Linked DNA regions of Xenopus laevis: region 2 is linked to region 1. A link is a contact called in public Hi-C data. All regions are on one chromosome and are shown on one strand. The core of a region is the stretch at or near the end of the contact, and the rest is flanking DNA. Distances in the headings are between cores, read along the strand shown.

The links. A called contact is a pair of places that touch in the nucleus more often than the background predicts.
Region 2: a Hi-C map of the XTC cell line shows a contact between it and region 1, with 3 times the contacts expected there. The contact joins two enhancer-like sites. A contact is called at or near these places in 2 of 4 Hi-C or Micro-C datasets (the XL177 cell line and the XTC cell line).

What each region holds. Positions count from the first base shown.
Region 1 is chr4L:13,172,656-13,178,816 of Xenopus_laevis_v10.1, reverse strand. No RefSeq gene overlaps it. Among protein-coding and RNA genes, the nearest start is that of hipk3.L, 7.5 kb to the left of the region's middle. Within about 2 kb of position 2,951, at least 1 of the 7 cell types and tissues checked has an H3K27ac peak or open chromatin away from gene starts, as enhancers often do.
Region 2 is chr4L:13,237,300-13,243,778 of Xenopus_laevis_v10.1, reverse strand. It overlaps hipk3.L (homeodomain-interacting protein kinase 3), which reads right to left. Exons shown (of 16, transcript XM_018257441.2): 3 at 1,156-1,279. Among protein-coding and RNA genes, the nearest start is that of tcp11l1.L, 48 kb to the left of the region's middle. Within about 2 kb of position 4,113, at least 3 of the 7 cell types and tissues checked have an H3K27ac peak or open chromatin away from gene starts, as enhancers often do.

The DNA of each region.
Region 1 (6,161 bases), core at 1,702-4,201:
CCCACTAAGTACTAGGACCCCAGGAGATCCTCTAGTACTATGTCAGGCCAGTCCAACACTGAATAAATGGATAGCAAAATGTCCATATGATCCCAGTTGAGCAACAGTAAAGTTCTGCCAAGTTATTAATACATTTTATATTTTGTTGGCAAATGTTACAAGCAAATCCTTGATCTCGAATGTATTTTAGAATCATATTCTTTTCCTTGAAACAGATTATGGTAGCACAGGAGAAGCATTAAAAAAGTAACATTAAATATTTAACAGGGTAAAACATACTGTCCTTGCTCATATATTACTCCATTTCTTTCATAAATGCCGGCCATGCCGTACACTTTCCCGTAAAGAGGTGCTGGGAATATACTTAATACATTTCATTGCTACTCCATTTTATTCTTAAATCTCATGGGAAGTGGTCATGCTCTTCTATGCCAGGAATAGAAGTGAAATACTTACATGTGAATTAATTTTTTATATATATAGAATTGGTCAGAAGCTAATCAATTATACGATGAGTATATGCTATTTTCATTTTCATAAAAGTAAAGGGGAAGTTCACCTTAGTAAAAATAGCACTCTAAACTTTCAAAGCATCATTTTGAATGTATTTAATGCAACATGGCAACGATATTCAATTCCAGTTGTTGGACTCCAGGCATGAGTGGCCAGACTAATGTATGATCAGCTTTAGATCAAGGCTAGTGCCTGGATAAGGTTAGGCTGCTCCCTGATGTCAGCTGCCTCAATTGGAGCTTCTTGGAAATGGCAAACTGGAGAGCTGCTGCATAAAAAGCTAAATAATTCAAAAACCCCAAATAATAAAAAATGGAAACCAATTGCAAATTGTCTCAGAATATCATCCTCTACATCATACTAAAAGTTAATATTAAGATGAACAACTCCTTTAACATTGCTGGGAATAAAAATGCCATAAACAATTACCGCCTGCACTTTTCTGTTGAACACAGCATTGTAGGTGGGTGGTGCATGGCGGGGAAAGGTGCAAAGTGCAAAATACTAAGTGGTTTGCACCTGTTTTTTGCACCGTGCTCTGCCATTTGCAAATGGCCTCTGGGTTCTTTTGTTGTTCCATCGTCCAGACTTTGTCCCAAAGTGCATATAAGAGACAGATTGGATGGCGGAACAAAAGATGTAGCTGAGTTGTGGGGGTGGGGGAATTCAATTTCCTCCGGATTACATAATGGTGATTAAATAGCACCTTAGATCAATGGCTGCTTAATTAATAATTATAGCATATGCACAACTAACCAGTTTTTGAACCAGATTAATTAATCATTCATTAGTGATCATTAGTCATTCAGAAGTGGCAGGTGGCATTATCCTTCCTTTAAAGTTCTGATGCCCAAAGGCAAAGTATTTTGCTTGGCAGGAGAAGCCTTGCATAGAGAGAATGCACACTTTAAAATCTAGTCTAGTTGCCCATAGCAACTAATAAGCAGCTAGCACTTGTTTAAAAACACAATACAGGTATGGGAAAAGCTATCCGGAAACCCGTTTTGAGTTACAGTAGAACCCACATTTTACATCCCCTTATTTCAAGTTTTCCCTCATTTTACATTTTACGTTGTTTTGTGGTCCCACCTATATATTCTGCATAATAAATTTTCCTGGATTTTACACCATTTTTTTCTGGTCCCCTGAAAACATACTGGGGGTCATTTATCAACACTGGGCAAATTTGCCCATGGGCAGTAACCCATGGCAGCCAATCAGATGGCTGCATTCATTGTTCTACTTGCAGCTGGCTTTAAAAAGCTAATCACTGAATGGTTGCTATAGGTAACTGCCCATGGGCTAATTTGCCCAGTGTTGATAAATGAGCCCCATTGTATTTAGCTTTTTATTCAGCAGCTCTCCAGTTTGCAGTTTCAGCAATCTGGTTGCTAGGGTCCACATTACCCTAGCAACCATGCACTGAGTTTAATAAGAGGCTGGAATATGAATAGGAGAGGGCCTTAATAGCAAAAGGCAGACATAAGGTATGAAGATCCAAATTACGGAAAGATCTATTATAAGGAAAACCCCAGGTCCCGAGCAATCTGGATTACAGGTCCCATATCTGTACTGTTGTATTAGAAGCACCAATTAGGCCCATCTCATGCATTTTATTGGCAATGAAGGGTAACAGGCCCACGCAATTACAGTCTGAAGAAGCGAAGGCTAAATTCCACTAACGACTGATACATATTGCTGCCTCTAATCCTCTTTCAGGCTTTTCATTGTATCAGCTCTTACAACATCCATTCATATTTAACTTCACTGCTTCGCTGAGCATTTCACAAAGAGGATTGACAGACAATGTGGTTCTGACATGACTCAGCTCTATTTCTTATCTGCCCTGGGTCTATTTACTATTAAAAATCCGGGTATTATGTCCCGACAGTACTGCTCAAGATACAGATAGGCTCTGCCGGGTGCAGGCTTGTGGGCACAATAAGGCTGTGCTAAAGCAATTTATATACTGTTATGGATGAAAAACGATTTTTTTTGGGGGGGAGGGTCAGTTCGCTAAAGTTTGTATAGAGTTAAAAAAAATCATCTATTTATTCATCAAAGGAAGATCACCAAATTCCATTACTGAAAGGATAACTTTAACCCAATATATTGCCGAAATTCTGAGACTAAGGGCAGGAATACACACATATATGTGAATTTTGTTTCAAATTGATGGTCTTGTAACCAAACTACTGTTAGATCAAACAGGTGAAACCTGTTAAATAAAATGCTTACAGTCTAAAGTGAGGTGTGAGAAAGATGCTTTCAAGTAAATTCTGGATTCCTACGGTGCAGGCCTTCCTGTAACCTCATTAAAGACTTGAAGGAAGTCACAAATAAACTGTTTTTCCCTCCAACCCCGGTGCACCCTATGCAGCTGTCTCTTCTGGCTAACCTTAGTTCTAACCCTGATACTCATAAACGCCGGCTAGGATAATTGCGACGCATGCGACGGAAATAAGGTAAGTGAATGCTTTGTCGGATGAAGTCACAGCGTTGACCCCGCTACTGTCGGATGCAGGTGCTCCACGCTGCGTCTGCATCCGACAGTCGTGTCGCGTTGGATCAACACTGCAACTTCATCCGACATTTCTATCTCTTACCTTATTTCCGTTGCATACGATTTGTCGCCGGCGTTTTGTCGCAGCGCGTCGGATCGTGCCAAAAACGTCCATGTAGAAAGAAGCGGTTCACCTTTAAGTTAACCTTTAGTATGTTATAGAATGGCCCATTCTAAGTAACTTTTCAATTGGTCTTCATTTTTCTTTTTCATAGTTTTGTAATTATATGCCTTCTTTTTCTCTCTTTTTTTCAGCTTTCAAATGGGGGTCCTTGACCCCATATAAAACAAATGCTCTGCAAGTCTACACATATATTGCTATTGCTACTTTTTATTACTCTGCTATTCTGCTATTCATATTCCAGTCTCTTATTCAAATCAATGCATGGTTGGTGGGATAATTTGGACCTTAGCAACCAGATTGCTGAAATTGCAAATGGGAGAGCTGCTAAATAACTAAAAAAAAACCACAAATAATATAAAATTAAAACCAAGTGCAAATTGTCTCAGAATATCACTCTCTGCATCATACTAAATGTTAATGTAATGGCGAACCACCCCTTTAGATGTTATAGAATGGCTAATTCTCTGCAACTTTTCAGTTAGTCATAATGTTATATTTTTTTACAGCTTTTGAATTATTTGCTTTCTTCTTCTGACTTTCCAGCTTTCAAATGGGGGTCGCTGACTCCACCTAAAAAAACAAATGCTCCGTAAGACTACACATGCATTGTTAATACTTTTTATTATTCATCCTACTATTCAGTTCCTCTCATTCCTTCTATTCAGTCTCTTATTCTAATCAAATACACAAATAGTAAAAAATAAAAAAACAATTTCAAATTGTCTCAGAATATCAATGAGTACATCATACTAAAAGTTGATTTAAAGTTGAACAACCCCTTTAATATTACATAGCGCTGCAAAATTCCATGGAAATGTATCTCTTGGAGCCCAAGGAGGTAGCCTAGAATTTTCTAAACAGTCCTAAACAGTTTATAATTTTTTGGGAGAATGAATTGGGGGCCAATTCATTAACTTCGAGTGAAGGATTCGAAGTAAAAAAAACTTTGAATTTCGAAGTATTTTTTTGGCTACTTCGACCTTCGACTACGACTTCGAATCGAATGATTCGAACTAAAAATCGTTTGACTATTCGACCATTCGATAGTCGAAGTACTGTCTCTTTAAGTAAAAACTTCGACCCCCTAGTTCACCACCTAAAAGCTTCTGAACCCAATGTTAGCCTATGGGGAAGGTCCCCATAGGCTTGGCTAAGTTTTTTTTGGTCGAAGGATAATCCTTCGATCGTTGGATTAAAATCGTTCGAATTGTTCGATACAAAGGATTTAATCGTACGATTATCCTTCGATCTTACGATCGAACTATTTGCGCAAAATCCTTCGACTTCGATATTCGAAGTCAAAGGATTTTCATTCCCAGTCGAATATCGAGGGTTAATTAACCCTCGATATTCAACCATTGATGAATTTGCCCCTTAGTCTTCTTGCCCATCTCTACACTACACCATCACAAGGATAAGTCTGTTATTTGGAAAGAGGGAAATGTGAACTCTAATTTACTGTTACACATGACTGTAGGCCTTTAAAAAAAAATGAATACGTTTTCAGTGAAATCAAATCTGAATTCTGCGGTATAGCTCTCAGAGATAAAAATAACAAGTGTACCCGGCACAGCGTTCAGCGTGTGTTGATCAAAGAACCTAAGTATGTAATGCAAATGTAGAAAGAGATTAGAAGAAAATAGATTAAGTGATTCTTAAGACACAGTCTGCCTAGCGTGGCCACTTTAAAGTAACATAATCCTCACAACAACTGTCAACCCCAGCTGGAAGGTTTCAACAAGGGCTGAATTCAGTTTACAACTAACAGGTGCAGTCTGTTTGTATTTTCTGGCCTTGGGGTTTTTTTGCTGGTAGAGACCAACACCTCCCTGCACTTTTCATCAGCAATGTAAGGATATAGGTTGAATACACAAGGCACCATGGTAAAACATCTGTGATTTAATCTGTAGAAACCCAATATTTTTTTGTAGCAAGCTGCTATTAGAGGAATACTATTTTTATCAATAAGTAGAATCTATGTGTTAATTAAAAATGATTTCTTGAATAAAGGGAAGATAATTCCAGATAATTAGATATACAAAAATTTAGAAACACCCTGCTAAAGTTCCAGGGGTAACCAGGGCACAAATAAACACTCACCCCAAATGTCCCCCTAACTGGCCTTCATGCTGGGCCTCCTTAGCTCATAACAAGGTTACAGATATATAGAAACATTGGGGTAACAGTCACCTTTCTATATTTCCAGGGGTACCCAGGGCACAAATAAGCACTCACCCCAAATCTCCCCCTAACTGGCCTTCATACTGGGCCTCCTTAGCTCATAACAAGGTTATAGATATATAGAAACATTGGGGTAACAGTCACCTTTCTATATTTCCAGGGGTACCCAGGGTACAAATAAGCACTCACCCCAAATCTCCCCCTAACTGACCATCAGACTGGCCCCCTTAGCTCATAACAAGGTTACAGATATATAGAAACATTGAGGTAACAGTCACCTTTCTATATTTCCAGGGGTACCCAGGGCACAAATAAGCACTCACCCCAAATCTCCCCCTAACTGGCCTTCATGCTGGGCCTCCTTAGCTCATAACAAGGTTATAGATATATAGAAACATTGGGGTAACAGTCACCTTTCTATATTTCCAGGGGTACCCAGGGTACAAATAAGCACTCACCCCAAATCTCCCCCTAACTGACCTTCAGGCTGGGTCCCCTTAGCTCATAACAAGGTTACAGATATCAGGGGTGATCCTGGCCCCTCCGCCGCCTGAGGCAGCAGCAGTTGCTGCTGCCCCCCCCCTCCCCAGGAAATTCGCTCTTAAAGTACTAGGAGCAGCATTTTTGCTGCCCCTGGTACCTATTGGGGCGCTGCCGCCTGAGGCGACAGCCTCAACTCGCCTCATTGGCGAAGCACCCCTGACAGATATATAGAAACATTGGGGTAACAGTCACCCTGCTATAGTTCCAGGGGTACCCAGGGCACAAATTAACACTCAC
Region 2 (6,479 bases), core at 2,864-5,363, 64 kb before region 1:
ACACAGTAGATAACAGATAAGTACTACTATAGTTTATATAAACAAGCTACTGTGTAGCCATGGGGGCAGCCATTCAAGCACAGGATACACAGTAGATAACAGAAAAGTACTACTATAGTTTATATAAACAAGCTACTGTGTAGCCATGGGGGCAGCCATTCAAGCACAGGATACACAGTAGATAACAGATAAGTACTACTGTAGTTTATATAAACAAGCTACTGTGTAGCCATGGGGGCAGCCATTCAAGCACAGGATACACAGTAGATAACAGATAAGTACTACTGTAGTTTATATAAACAAGCTACTGTGTAGCCATGGGGGCAGCCATTCAAGCACAGGATACACAGTAGATAACAGATAAGTACTACTATAGTTTATATAAACAAGCTACTGTGTAGCCATGGGGGCAGCCATTCAAGCACAGGATACACAGTAGATAACAGAAAAGTACTACTATAGTTTATATAAACAAGCTACTGTGTAGCCATGGGGGCAGCCATTCAAGCACAGGATACACAGTAGATAACAGATAAGTACTACTATAGTTTATATAAACAAGCTACTGTGTAGCCATGGGGGCAGCCATTCAAGCACAGGATACACAGTAGATAACAGATAAGTACTACTATAGTTTATATAAACAAGCTACTGTGTAGCCATGGGGGCAGCCATTCAAGCACAGGATACACAGTAGATAACAGATAAGTACTACTATAGTTTATATAAACAAGCTACTGTGTAGCCATGGGGGCAGCCATTCAAGCACAGGATACACAGTAGATAACAGATAAGTACTACTATAGTTTATATAAACAAGCTGCTGTGTAGCAATGGGGCAGCCATTCAAAGGAGAAAAGGCTCAGGTTACACAGCAGATAAGCTCTGTAGAACATAATGGTGTTATCTGTTATCCTCTATTTAACCTGTGACATGTAGACTTTTTTAAATTTCCACCAACTGCCACACAGCAGCTTGTTTATTTGAACTATAGTAGTGTTTCTGAAGCAAACACATCAGTTTTACCAGTGCAGGGCAACACTGCATTATATTTTCATTACTTTAAAACAATTTTGTGGTGTTACTGTTCCTTTAAATGCATTAATACATTATTTTTCCCCTTCCCCAGATATATTGTCGCAGCCGTGCACTTACTTGGTCATACTCCTGCGTCCCAGGGTAGAGCGGCCATCCAAGGAACAACTCTGCAATCACACAGCCCAGGGACCACATGTCTATGGCTTCACAAAATGGCAATCCCAAAATGACCTCCGGAGCTCTGAAACCACAAAAAAACAGATGTATATGTAAACTAGGGAAGAAAAGAACAACTGTATTCAAGCTAAAGTAAAGTAGATAAAAAAAAAACTTTAAAATCACTTAAAGGAGTAGTTCACCTTTAAATTATAAATTACAGGTATTGGATCCATTATTTGGAAACCAGTTATCCAGAAAGTTCTGAATTATGAAAAGGCCATCTCCCACAGACTCCATTTTATCCATATAATCCAAAATTAGCTTTTTATTCAGTAGCGCTCCAGTTTGCAGATTGAGCAATCTGGTTGCTAGGGTACAAATGAACTTAGCAACCATGCATTGATTTGAATGAGAGACCAGGAGAGGGCCTGAACAGAAAGATGAGTAATAAAAAGTAGCATTAACAATAAATTTGTAGCCTCAGAAGAAGAAGACATATGGTGAAACACCAATTTAATGCTTATAAGAAGCAAAACCAGGCTATTGGGTTTATTTAATGTTTACGATTGTTTAGTAGGTATGGAGATCCAAATGACAGAAAGATCCGTTATCAAGAAACCCCAGGTCCCGAGCATTCTGGACAACAGCTTCCATAACTGTACCCTATCCTTAGTCAATTATGATACTGTCTTTATTTTTTATACCTTTTCGATTACTTGCCTTCCTCCAGCTTTCATATGGGGTCACTGACCCCGGCAGACATAAAAACAGTCCTCTGTGATGTTACAATTTTATCATTACTGTTCATTACTATATTTCTACTCAGACCCTTCTTCTAGTCTTTCATTCAAGCCACTTGCCTGGTTGTTAGGGTAAACTGGATCCTAGCAACTATAAAGGTGGAACGCCAACCAACGGCAATGGTTTTACTTCTTACATCATCCTAAAGAGTTAATTTAAAGGCAAACTAGTGCTTTAACCTGATGGGAAGTAAATGTAGTTTGCACTTCTGGCTTGATGATATTAGTACAGCTATAAAACAGGGAAGTGATACAGTGAAACAAACCATTTTTAGAAACGAGTTTGTTTTAATGCTCTTACTTTCAGTTTGTAAGGCCACCTGTTTCTATCCATGATCTAAAGTTTCCTTAAGACACACGCTGCTATTTCGGGAGATTAGTCGTCCAGCGATAAATCGCTTCTTCTTCAGGCGACTAATCTCCCTGTACTGCCTCCCGCCAGTTACAATGAAAATCGCCAGTGGGATGGCACTCGGAACTCTTAATTTTCCGAAGTTGCCTCTAGGGATGCACCGAATCCAGGATTCGGTTTGGGATTCGGACATTTTTAGCAGGATTCGGACGAATCCTTCTTCCCGGCCGAACCAAATCCGAATACTAATTTGCATATGCAAATTAGGGTCTGGAAGGGAAATTGTGTAACTTTTTATCACAAAACAAGTAAGTGTTTTCCCCTTTCCAATCCTTGCAAATTAGGATTCGGATTCATTTCAGTATTCTGCTGAATCTTTCAAGAAGGATTTGGGAGTTCGGGCAAATCCAAAATAGTGGATTCGGTGCATCCTCACAGGGAAACTTCGGGTGACTTCGGAAAGCTGCCACCCTAACGGCGATTTAGATTCTAACCAGCGGCAAGGCTTTTCGAGGAGATTAATCGCCCGAAGAAGTCGCCCGAAGTTGCCTCACAAGGAAACTTTTGGTGACTTGGGAAAGCGGAAGCGATCCGGGTGTCACCACGTCGGCGATTTAGTTTCTAGCCAGCGGCAAGGCTTATCGAGGAGATTAATCGCCCAAAGAAGTTGCCTCACAAGGAAACTTCGGGCGACTTTGGAAAGCCGAAGCGTTCAGAGTGTCATTAAACTGGCGATTTAGATTCTAGTCGGTGGGAAGGCTTTTCGAGGAGATTAGTCGCCCAAAGAAGAAGCTATTTTTCGCTGGGCGACTAATCTCCCGAAATAGCAGCGTGTTTCTCTGCCCTAAAAAAGTAGGGAGTTTTTGGGGACTAAACTATGCCTGCAGGCATCGCACTATGAGCAAAAGCAGGACGAATTTGTCAAGGGAAATATTTTCACAGGCATTGAATCACTCGAATGTCAGTTGTAATTAATTTGGATTGTGTGTGTTACTGGTCTCGTTTAAGGCTGCAATGGGAACACTAGCCATTAGGTCACCTGTGCAAGTCATTCGTCTGAGGCAGAAACCAAAGCCATCTCAATAACAAAATCTCCGCCTGTTTGGCTTGAAATGTAAACCCACAAACCCTGTGCTGCTGAGAATTCGGGAGGGGGTCCTTAAAGGAAGCCATAATACCTTTTCACATTCCAGATCATTTACAAAGAAAAGAGGCCTTCAGGCACCAAAAAGTTCAGTTATCACAGGGAGGGCGACCCCTGCAAGGAATTGAATTTCCCAATTGTATGTAAGCCATAAGAGTGTGAGCAACAGCTGAAGTGCAGCACAGGTGATAGAGGCCGGCAGCTGGAAGTGGCAGCTGGGAATCCGGAAACAGTTCAGCTACAGCCCCAGTCACCCTTTCACTGCCAGTACAAGTAAAGCAAGTATAGGAAAGGGATAATAACAAGCGATGGCTGAAAATGCCCTAATGACTGTTATAAAGTCTTTGAAACAATACTAATAAAGGACAACAGGATACCCACTTAGCTGTCCCCTCTGATCATATAGAAGCAAGGACCCCTTATACACACTCCTGATGCTGTCTCAGTGTATGGGTGGGAGAGGGTTATTAAACTCAAGGTAGATGGTGTGTAAGGAGTCTGTACATTCCGCACTTATGTGGATTTTTACACCACTTTTTAACTGTAGGTGGAGTCAGTGGTGTTTATCCATTAGTACTGCTCGCTCGCTATAAAAGCCTGTGTTCTGCTGTACAAAGTCCACCTTCACGGCCGGCAGCCCAGAGCAATCAAACACAACCTTCTACTTGCAGCGTTGGCCAGCATTCAGGCTTGTGGCAAACAGTTGGTTCAGAGCGTATGCTGTGCTCCCTGGCTGTGCAACACTTTAACACCCACATGCACTATAATCAGGATTTAACACTTAACTTGCCCTGCCGCTGGATCAGAATGATCAGGAAAGCAGCTATAGCTTAAAGGAGGTGGAAAACGTTTATTGCTAATAGATTATATATATATATATATATATATATATATATATATATCTATATATATATATATATATTTATATTTGACAAAAAAAAGAAAAAGAAATTGCTGTTGCACACAGGGACTTGAAAACAATCCTTTGTTGTACCAAGATGATAAAGATCTGTTGGCACCAGGGCTCATTACACTTATGTAGTGTGTGCATATGGCATATATATAATCCATAGATAATCAGCGCTTGCAATTAAAAACTCCACATTGCCCGGGTGCACGACACAAACCATTCCCTCGAAGGAGGCTGAGATACAGCTGAAACGTTAGTGATTGTACAATAAAAATCCTGGAATTTGTCTGGACTTTTTTGTTTCTTATGTAATTTGTCCATGCATATGGACTAAGTCTGGGACCGACAAAGTGCTCCAATCCGATTTGTAAACACACACATATATATATATATATATATATATATATATATATATATATATATATATATATATCTCTCAAAAGTAGATGTATCGGCACTCACAAAATAGTAGTTAAAGTTGCCTGGGTGCTGTCCTCCAAAACGGAATTTAAAGTCGCAAAGACGAAGCCGCACTGACTGGTGTTCCAGCCGAAACGTCAGTCGTGCCAATAAAATTGATTATTGCTTTGTAAGTCCAGTGAGTGCGGCTTCGTCTTCGCAACTATATATATATATATATATATATCTATATATATCTATATCTACATATATATATAGATAGATAGATAGAGATAGATATTTGCTGACCGAAACGTCAAGTCCCTTCTTCCTCTAATAAAACCACAAATTGATTTTTAAGTCCTGAGAGTGCGAACCTGCTTCCATGGTTATATATATATATATATATATATATACACACACACACAATTTTTTTGGGACAATTCAGACAGTGTTCGTGTAATGTGGAGCCATTGTGGAACAACACTTGTGGCTACAACCAGGCACAATAAGATACATTTTGTTGGTTCACGTGCTAACGGGTTCTCAAAACTGCGTCTCAAACATAAAAATAACCACCAAAGTGTAACAGGCCCTAGAGCTGCGACAGCTGCAACACCTGGATTCAAAAATACCGTAATTACATATAAAGCCTTTTTTCCCCCCACAAAAACAAAACACTTTTGCTTAAAAAGGAAAACCACTGTTCCTTCCCCATCAAAACTTCCCAATGTTACAGAGATGCAGAAATGTTTTTTTGACACCCACTCCTTCCCCTTGGGTTGTATAGAGTTTCTGTTCGGCTGATTCTTAACCATCGTTTTTTTTCAGCTGCAGAAGAGCACCCATCTCTACCTGTGCCAATTCATTAGTGGTAACTGGCAGTGTTTTTGTGCATTCACCTTTCACAATATGCTCAGTTTCTATGCCTGCTTACATGATTACATACGTGATAGGAACGGAATCTTTGTTTACCAAGCTCTCCCCTTTCTGTGAGGCCCTGCGTTTAATATTAGATTGTTTGTAAGCTTTACTTGTGCCGGGATCAAATTAACACGGGGCTAAATATAAAGTGGGCAATGTACAGAAGGCATGGAAGTTATGCAGCTGGTGATGTGGTTCCTAGCTATTTCTTTGCAACTGGTCATTATTTATATGTTATACTTTAAGTTACTTGCTTTTTTTCTTCTGATCCTTTCTAGCTTTCAAATGGGGGTCACTGACTCCATCTAAAAACAAATGCTCTGTAAGACTACAGATTTATTGTTATTGATTTGTTTTATTACTCAAAAATAGGGATGCACCGAATCCACTATTTTGGATTCAGCTGAACCCCTGAATCCTTCACGAAAGATTCCGCCGAATACCGAACCGAATCCTAATTTGCATATGCAAATTAGGGGGGGCAAAGGGGAAAACATTTTTTACTTCCTTGTTTTGTGACAAAGTCACGCAATTTCCCTCTCTGACCCTAATTTGCATATGGAAATTAGAATTTGATTTGGCTGGGCAGAAGGATATGGCCATATCCGAATATTGCTGAAAATGCCGAATCCCGAACCGAATCCTGGATTCGGTGCATCCCAACTTGAAATTGCCAAACTGGAGAGCTGCTGAATAAAAAGCTAAATAATTTTAAAAAAAACACAAATATTAAAAAATAAAAACCAATTGCAA